Regions from separate parts of the Mus musculus genome. Here region 1 is linked to region 2. A link is a contact called in public HiCAR-type data. All regions are on one chromosome and are shown on one strand. Each heading gives the region's core, a stretch centred on a gene start, on an enhancer-like site or on the middle of the called end of the contact. The rest is flanking DNA. Distances are from core to core; before and after follow the strand shown.

The links. HiCAR-type assays count read pairs that join an accessible place to other places.
Region 1: a contact with region 2 is called in a HiCAR-type map of astrocytes, with 6 times the contacts expected there. The contact joins the enhancer-like site here to the promoter of Tmem268 in region 2. A contact is called at or near these places in 8 of 39 promoter capture datasets (the 3T3-L1 cell line, 3T3-L1-derived adipocytes, cranial neural crest and 4 more) and 4 of 115 datasets of contacts at active chromatin or transcription factors (astrocytes, embryonic forebrain, large pre-B cells and 1 more).

Annotation. Positions count from the first base shown.
Region 1 is chr4:65,585,219-65,588,455 of GRCm38.p6, forward strand. The region is part of intron 16 of Astn2 (astrotactin 2); the gene reads right to left. Among named protein-coding and RNA genes, the nearest start is that of Trim32, 18 kb to the right of the region's middle. Within about 2 kb of position 1,908, at least 14 of the 459 cell types and tissues checked have an H3K27ac peak or open chromatin away from gene starts, as enhancers often do. A contact at or near this core is called in astrocytes, where this site is marked.
Region 2 is chr4:63,557,042-63,560,513 of GRCm38.p6, forward strand. It overlaps Tmem268 (transmembrane protein 268), which reads left to right and starts at 1,722. Exons shown (of 10, transcript NM_001356354.1): 1 at 1,722-1,916.

The DNA of each region.
Region 1 (3,237 bases), core at 658-3,157, 2.0 Mb after region 2:
AAAAGGAGGGTGATTTAGAAATCATTTGATCCAACATTTTTTTTTTTTGAGCGGACAGGGAAATGGAAAACAGACTAAGAAACGGGATCACCTTTAGGTCCCATCTATAATTTTTAAGAATGATTTTTTTTCTCAAAGGTTGTGTCATGTCTAAGTTATGATCTAGATGAGAGTTACAGCAGGGAAGAACATTAGCTATTCCATTAATTATTCCTCTGTAGACATTACAACTGTGAAAGCTAAGTTTCTGATCCAACCCCACCCTGTGGCTAAAGTCATCTTTCCAAAAGGCAAACCATGTAGCTGTTTCCTGCTTTAAGCTCCTCCGTGATAATTCCCTACTCTTAAGATAGAAATCAAAACTATTCAGCCATGTATATAATATGAGGTCTAGACAAGCCGCTGCCTCTCTAGACTAATCTTACAGTGCCCCAACTCATTTTCCTCTTATCTGCTGCCATGACCTTTAAGTTCCTTGCATACACCCTATGTCTTTCTCTCAGTTCAGGCACACACTTAGTCTCCCTACAAAATGCTTCCCTTCCATCTCCTCCCGGGTGACTTCTATTCATGACCCACATCTTAGTTCAAATGTTAATTCCTCAGAAAAATCTCCCCAAACTTCCTATACCTTTAATGTATATTAAGGTTTCTTTTTACAGATTCGTATTGCACCCTGACTTCTGTAACCTCTGTCTCAAAAATGTAAAGTCCAGGAATGAAAATACAGGATCAATTTTTGCTGATGTTCCAGATCCACCTCACATAGTTCATGATCCATGATAAGATTTTAAGCACACTCCCTCCTACCCTCTGCCTCCAGGTCTAGGGATTAATCTAAAGGTCCTTCCTCATGGTAAGCAAGTACTCTGCCACTGAACTATATACCCCAAGCACTCTTTGTTTGATTGATTATATGTTTGTTTGTTTGTTTGTTTGTTTGTTTTTGAGACAGGGTTTCTCTGTATAACCCTGGTTGTCCTGGAATTCACTCCGTAGACCAGGCCCATCTTGCACTCAGAGAGCTAACTTCCTCTGCCCCCTAAGTGGTAGGATTAAAGGCGTGCACAACTGCCACCACCATATATGCCACCACCACCACCGCCACTGGGCTTTTCTTTTTCCTTTTAATTTGTGTTTTGAGCTTGAGTCTCACAAGTTACACAAGTTTGCCTCGAACTTACTTTGTAATCCAGAAAGGCCTGAATATTCCAATCCTGCCATTTTAGACCTTTAAATACTTGGGATTAAGGTTCTTTACCATTAGGCCTGGCTTCAAAAGTATTTTCAATAAATGTTTGTTGCATACCTAGTATGCCTGTATGCCCAAGCCACTGGCTAGATTTTCAGAGCAGCAATGAATGCAAGAGTGAGGACTTGGAGTCAGAAGCATGAGAAGTAATTAAGAATTCAGTAGAGATATGATCTCTTCCCAAAGAACGATTCCCCTTTTCTAAGGAAAGTGAGCAGGTAAAGCATGATTAACTTTCTATGTGTTCTGACCTCCTCTAGCTTTGCATGTGGGCCTCTGCATGGCAAGGATAGGAGAGCTGAGGAAAAACAGGCTGTCTATCTTTAACGGGAAAAAGATAAAGAGCATTTTTGAAGAGACTTATCCTCTGTTCACATTTCCCATCCCTCTGAATAATGCTTCCAAAATAGGATCATGTCTGGTTTCAAGCCCGGTTCAGTTCCAATGACACTACAACCCATTCATTTGAGAACCTGCCAAATGAACTCTCTTTTTTCTCCTCCCAAATTCCTGCTGGGTATTATTTTGTTGCCACCAAAAGAAAAAAAAAAAAAAAAAAAAAAAAAGCTTTAGTTGAAATGACAACTCCTTGTTGGGAGAGCAGCCAGAGCTTTTCGGCAGGAGGTGATGGCACCATTTGCCCTTATCCAGAAAACAAAACAAAGGCATCAGACTGAGGACTTCTGGGAGAGCCAGGGCTGCGCGGGTGTTTGTTCAGGACTAGGCAATGGTGCAGGACTTCCTAGTCAGACAAGCTTTGCTTTGGCAATGGGCTCTTACTTGAGGCATTTAAAGGCTCCGTGGGGATGACGGGGGCTCAAATTAGAAACATGAAAAGAGGAGGAAAAAGGGTGAGACTTTTACATCATAAAGAGTGGCCTTTCTTACAACAGTGGCCTTGCTTACAGCAGTGGCCTCCCAGGAATTGCTGAAATGGAATCATCTCTTAGGAGGCGTTATTGTGTCCTGTTGGAGAGAAGCAGTTTAATCCAAGGCCCACACCACACAGAAATCTGAAACAAAGGAAAAATACTCATCTGAAATGTGGCCATTGGAGTCTAGTCTGCTTCATGGTTCATTGTGAACGTTTCAGCCTAACTCAGCCCATGGTCCTCAGCGTGTCCTTGATATGTGACAGTATAAACTAAAAGTCCATGTGAGGATTAAATGAGGTACCTGGCACAGGCTACTCCCTCAGTCAATATGAGCTGCTCTTGTTTGCTGCTGCTGCTGCGCTTGCTATAATTATATTGTTGCTGTTGTAACCGGATGTTAACATTGAAATTTCTATTGATACAGCAAGACGTAACCGAAGGGAGATCCCAACATCAAGCCCATAGACACAGAACTTAAAAATGAATTCTAATTAGGTTTATAACTCTGAAAATCCCAGAAAGCATAAAGGAAGATTTTCATTGAGAGAACTATTAACTATTACCATGTTTGGAGTCTCTAGCATCTTAGGACAGACATACAAGTCCTATGACTTCTACCCCAACATTCTGTGAAGGATCTCTTGGAGTGCTACTTAGAGAATTTGGTACCTGTTGTCAGAAAGTGGGAAGAACAGTAGGCCAGGCTTTACCTTTGCCTGCAGCAATGCTAATGGCCTGTGTTAGAAGAGCAGAAAGGGATTGGCAGAGACACCCAGAGGATTCAGGGATCCTGAAACACTGCTTGTGTTTTCCATGGACAAAAGGAAAGGACAGCATCCAAGCTTTTTGAATCTTCCCTAAGAGCCTCTAAAATGAAACAACCAACCAGAAAACCAGTAACAAAGGTGGATCTGCATCAACCAGCCAAAGAGAAATCACAATGTCCCTAGTCTGAAGAGAAATCTTTAACACTGGGCATCACAGCAGAGACACTTACCCATGACAAAGGGGCTCCTTAAAAAAAAAAAAAAAAAAACTGTTGGAACTGGAAAGGGCAGAGTCAAACAAAGTCTGACCATCGCCGTCCTTAGTTTTCTCTTCTGTTTTGAT
Region 2 (3,472 bases), core at 472-2,971:
CCTCACAAATGCCCGAGACTCCCATCAAGCAGTCACTACTAAAGTCAGCTCTGCAGTCTGTTTCCCTGGTTGTAATGTCCTTGAATTCCGGCCCCCACCCCCGCCCCTATCCCAGGATTTCAGGTATGCAAACACTTGTGTTGCTGCAAGGGTGCACTTGCTAGTCAGAACACTAAGTACTCAACGTTTCGCCCTTGCAGCCTCTCACATCAGCAGGAGTCCCTGACTTTCCTGAATGAGTGGGCAGAGCTGTCCAAGCACACAGGCAGCTACATAGTGCACCAGTACAGCTCTGTCCGCCGCTTCCCAAGTTCCGTTTGTGTACCTGTAGGAGGCTGGTGTGTCGACCTAAAACTGCTGGCCCGTGGAGAGTGAAGACAGGCTGGTGGGAAGGCAGTAGGGCATCTCTGACATTGAGGAGGGTTGCTTCACAGGCAGGGTTGGGGGTGGGGCGGGGCTAGGCCACAGCTTGTTGCTGTTTCCTTTTCAATAGCCGGGTCAGCATTTAGAAGTCTCAGCACCCTTGGGTCTTTTGTTCCCAGGCCTCTACATTACTGTTTAGCAAGTTGATCAAACTACATGGGAGGCTCCCACGAACTGTTTTCTACTGCCCAGGGCAAGGCTGGCACAGAGCAGGTACTCAGTGCTGATTTGCTCACAGATAAGTTCATTTTCAGTAGCCTGCCACCTTGATCCTCACTTGTCCCCGTGGGCACCTCCATGGGATATGCTAATTTGGGTTTTCAATTCATTCTCGCTGCCTGGAAACATCCTGCAGGCACATGTAAGTCCTGTGGTCTGGAAGTCCTCAAGAGTTGTTAAAAGGAAGAAATGTGTTTGTGTCTCTCTGTGTGTACAAGACCACTTGTAGAGACAAGGGCAGTGGCATGTACTGCCCTAGTCCTTCCTGTAAGCAAGGGTGGGAACCACCTGTGCATTCATCGATCCCCTGAAAAAGAAACCAGGCTGTTGGTGCAGCAACCAAGTGCCCACCGTCTTTGTTGAAAGACAATGTTTGGTGGCTAATAGGATATAAACACGTACTCCAAAGAAAAGTACATGTAGTTAGCCAGGTCTGCTGTTGTCAGAACAACCCACCAAGGTGAACCCAAGACTAGTGATTTACCTGGAAAAAGAAGCAGGCCATCACAGATCCTTTTAAATCTCAAGGAGCGGGGTGTGCAAGTGTGTGTTTGAACACCTCACACATTATTTCGTAAAGATCTCACACAATTTCACAGCACTGTCTCAACTAAAGATTTTTAAAGAAAACGCAGATACAAAGTGGAGACTACACCGACGCTTTCAATACTGAACACCGTTTTTCATTAAAAACAAGCCTGGAAGAAACTTCTGGTCCCGAGTGTGCCTCATGCATCGGATCCCATGACTTTGTCACTCGGGACAGGCCTCCCCGCCCCGCTCCTTCACTGCAGGGACGAGCTCAGATCTCATGCACGTGGCGGGCGCAGGGCCCCTACCGGCGCCCTGGGGGAGCGTGGCTGATGAAACGCTCCGGGCTCGGCCCGAGAGACGCTCCTGCCGTAGGGCGACTCGGCGGAGACCGGCTGGGGCGACGCGCCCCAAAAAGGGCGCGCGGGGACGGCGGGGGCGGCGGCGCCGGGACGCCGCGGCGTACAAGGGGCATGGAACCTCTGACCCTGAGCGGCCCGGGCGGCAGCGCGGCGGTGAGTGTGCGCGAGCCGTGCGCGTGCCCGCGCGTCCGCGCTCCCGCGCTCGGGGGTTGGGGCCGCGGGGCCTGCGTGCGCGTCCCTCCGCTCAGGCTCGGGTGACCTCTTCCCGCCCCACGCGTCAGGCGTGGGATCTGCAGGGCAGGGCGGGTGATTTCTGGGGTAAAGGAACCCCAAGGCCAGAGGGCAGAGATCGGGGAGCCTGCTGCCCAAGCCCGAGGCCAGGTACGGTGGGAGACGCCGGGCCGGGCCGCGCCGAGCCGGCTTTCTGTTTTGGCTCCCTCCGGGTTTGCTCCCTGACCTTGGATAGTCGGCTTTCTCTTCCGGGGCTTAATGTTCTCATCATTGAAATGGGGCGTTTGAACTCCTTGTCCAGCCAGGTTTTTCTGCCCTAAACTTTTGGGGGACTGCTGCTTCTCTGATGTGTTGGACTTGCATTGTAATTAATGAAGCTGAGTTAGAAGAAGGAAATCCATTTTTTTTTTTTCTTTCTTTCCTTTCAGGATATGTTAGGCGCTCAGATGTTGGTGAGGCTGGCAGGCACTGTGCAGAGATGAGACCTCTTGGGGGCTTGAGTCTGCACAGCCCGCAACTGGAAAATCTGGTTGCAATGTGGGTTCCCAGAGGAACTCGGTCGGCAGTCACTTGCTCCCTCTGTGCTTTGCTTACCATGGTGTGGGGCTCCCTTACTTGTGTGCTGAAGATTGGAGCAGAGCTGAGGAGGTGGTAAATGGTTAGCATTTGCCATTGGGGTCCTGCCTGACCCCTCATGGCCCTGTAGCCTCGGTACTTGGATGAGAATGTACACGGGGAGCCCTGGACCCATCCTGACCTCTGAGTCGAGTCCATTCAGTTCTGTGTGGCTCCTTTCAGTCTCCTCCTTGGCGAAGCAGCCCATTTAGGCAGCCCAGGGAGTCTGTCGTCCTCCACCTTTGCTGCCTAGTTTCCTCCTCCTCATCTCTCTGGCAGTTCTGAGTGTGTTTTCCCCAGTGGATGGTGATCCCTGCAGGGGAGGGCTGAGCAAACGCTCCATGTTCCACTCCTGGTTTTACAGTCCAGGGGCTGGCCCTAGAAGGTTCTCAGGGAATGTTTGTGGCATAGGTTGATGACAGCTACCTTCTCTCAGTAATCAACCTTTTCCCAAGTGTGGATCTCATGGACGTGGAACCCATAGGGCAATCCTAAGTGTCTGTCCTTGTCTCCTTTCCAGGAAATGGAGGCAGAGAGAAGTCTTGTTACCTTGCTCAAGGCTACCCAGGTGGGAAGTGGTTGGGCTGGGCAGGTTACTTTTAGCCAACACACACAAACTTGGGTGTGTGACTGGAGTCTGCTGATTGGGTCTCTGTGGGCAGCTGAGGGGGCTGATGTGGGTGCTGTGATTTCTGCCCCCGACACAATGCTTCATTGTGGCATTTTGCAACCAGTGGATCCTTCTGTGCAGCCCCGGGCTTGAGCAACTCCAGTCTGTGTCAGCTCCTCCCAGCCTTTTCAACACTCCAGTGTTGGGAGGCTTCACCGAGAGGGCCTGAGTCCTCGGCCAGGAGTACAGATGTCAGGGTTGGGTCTGCCTTGTGGCCTACCTAGCAGTTGCTCAGAGGCAGCAGAGGGGCGCAACCTTGTGGCCATTGTGCCTCTTGGGTCTATAGAAAGAGCAGGCGCACTAAGATAGGCTGGTAAGTACTCCTTTGTTTGAGACCGCTGTTGTGAGTTGGACTGAGCATGAGCCGCAAGGAGACTCAGGCTGACTGGACTTGGTTTCTATATCACTGCCTAGGAATTGT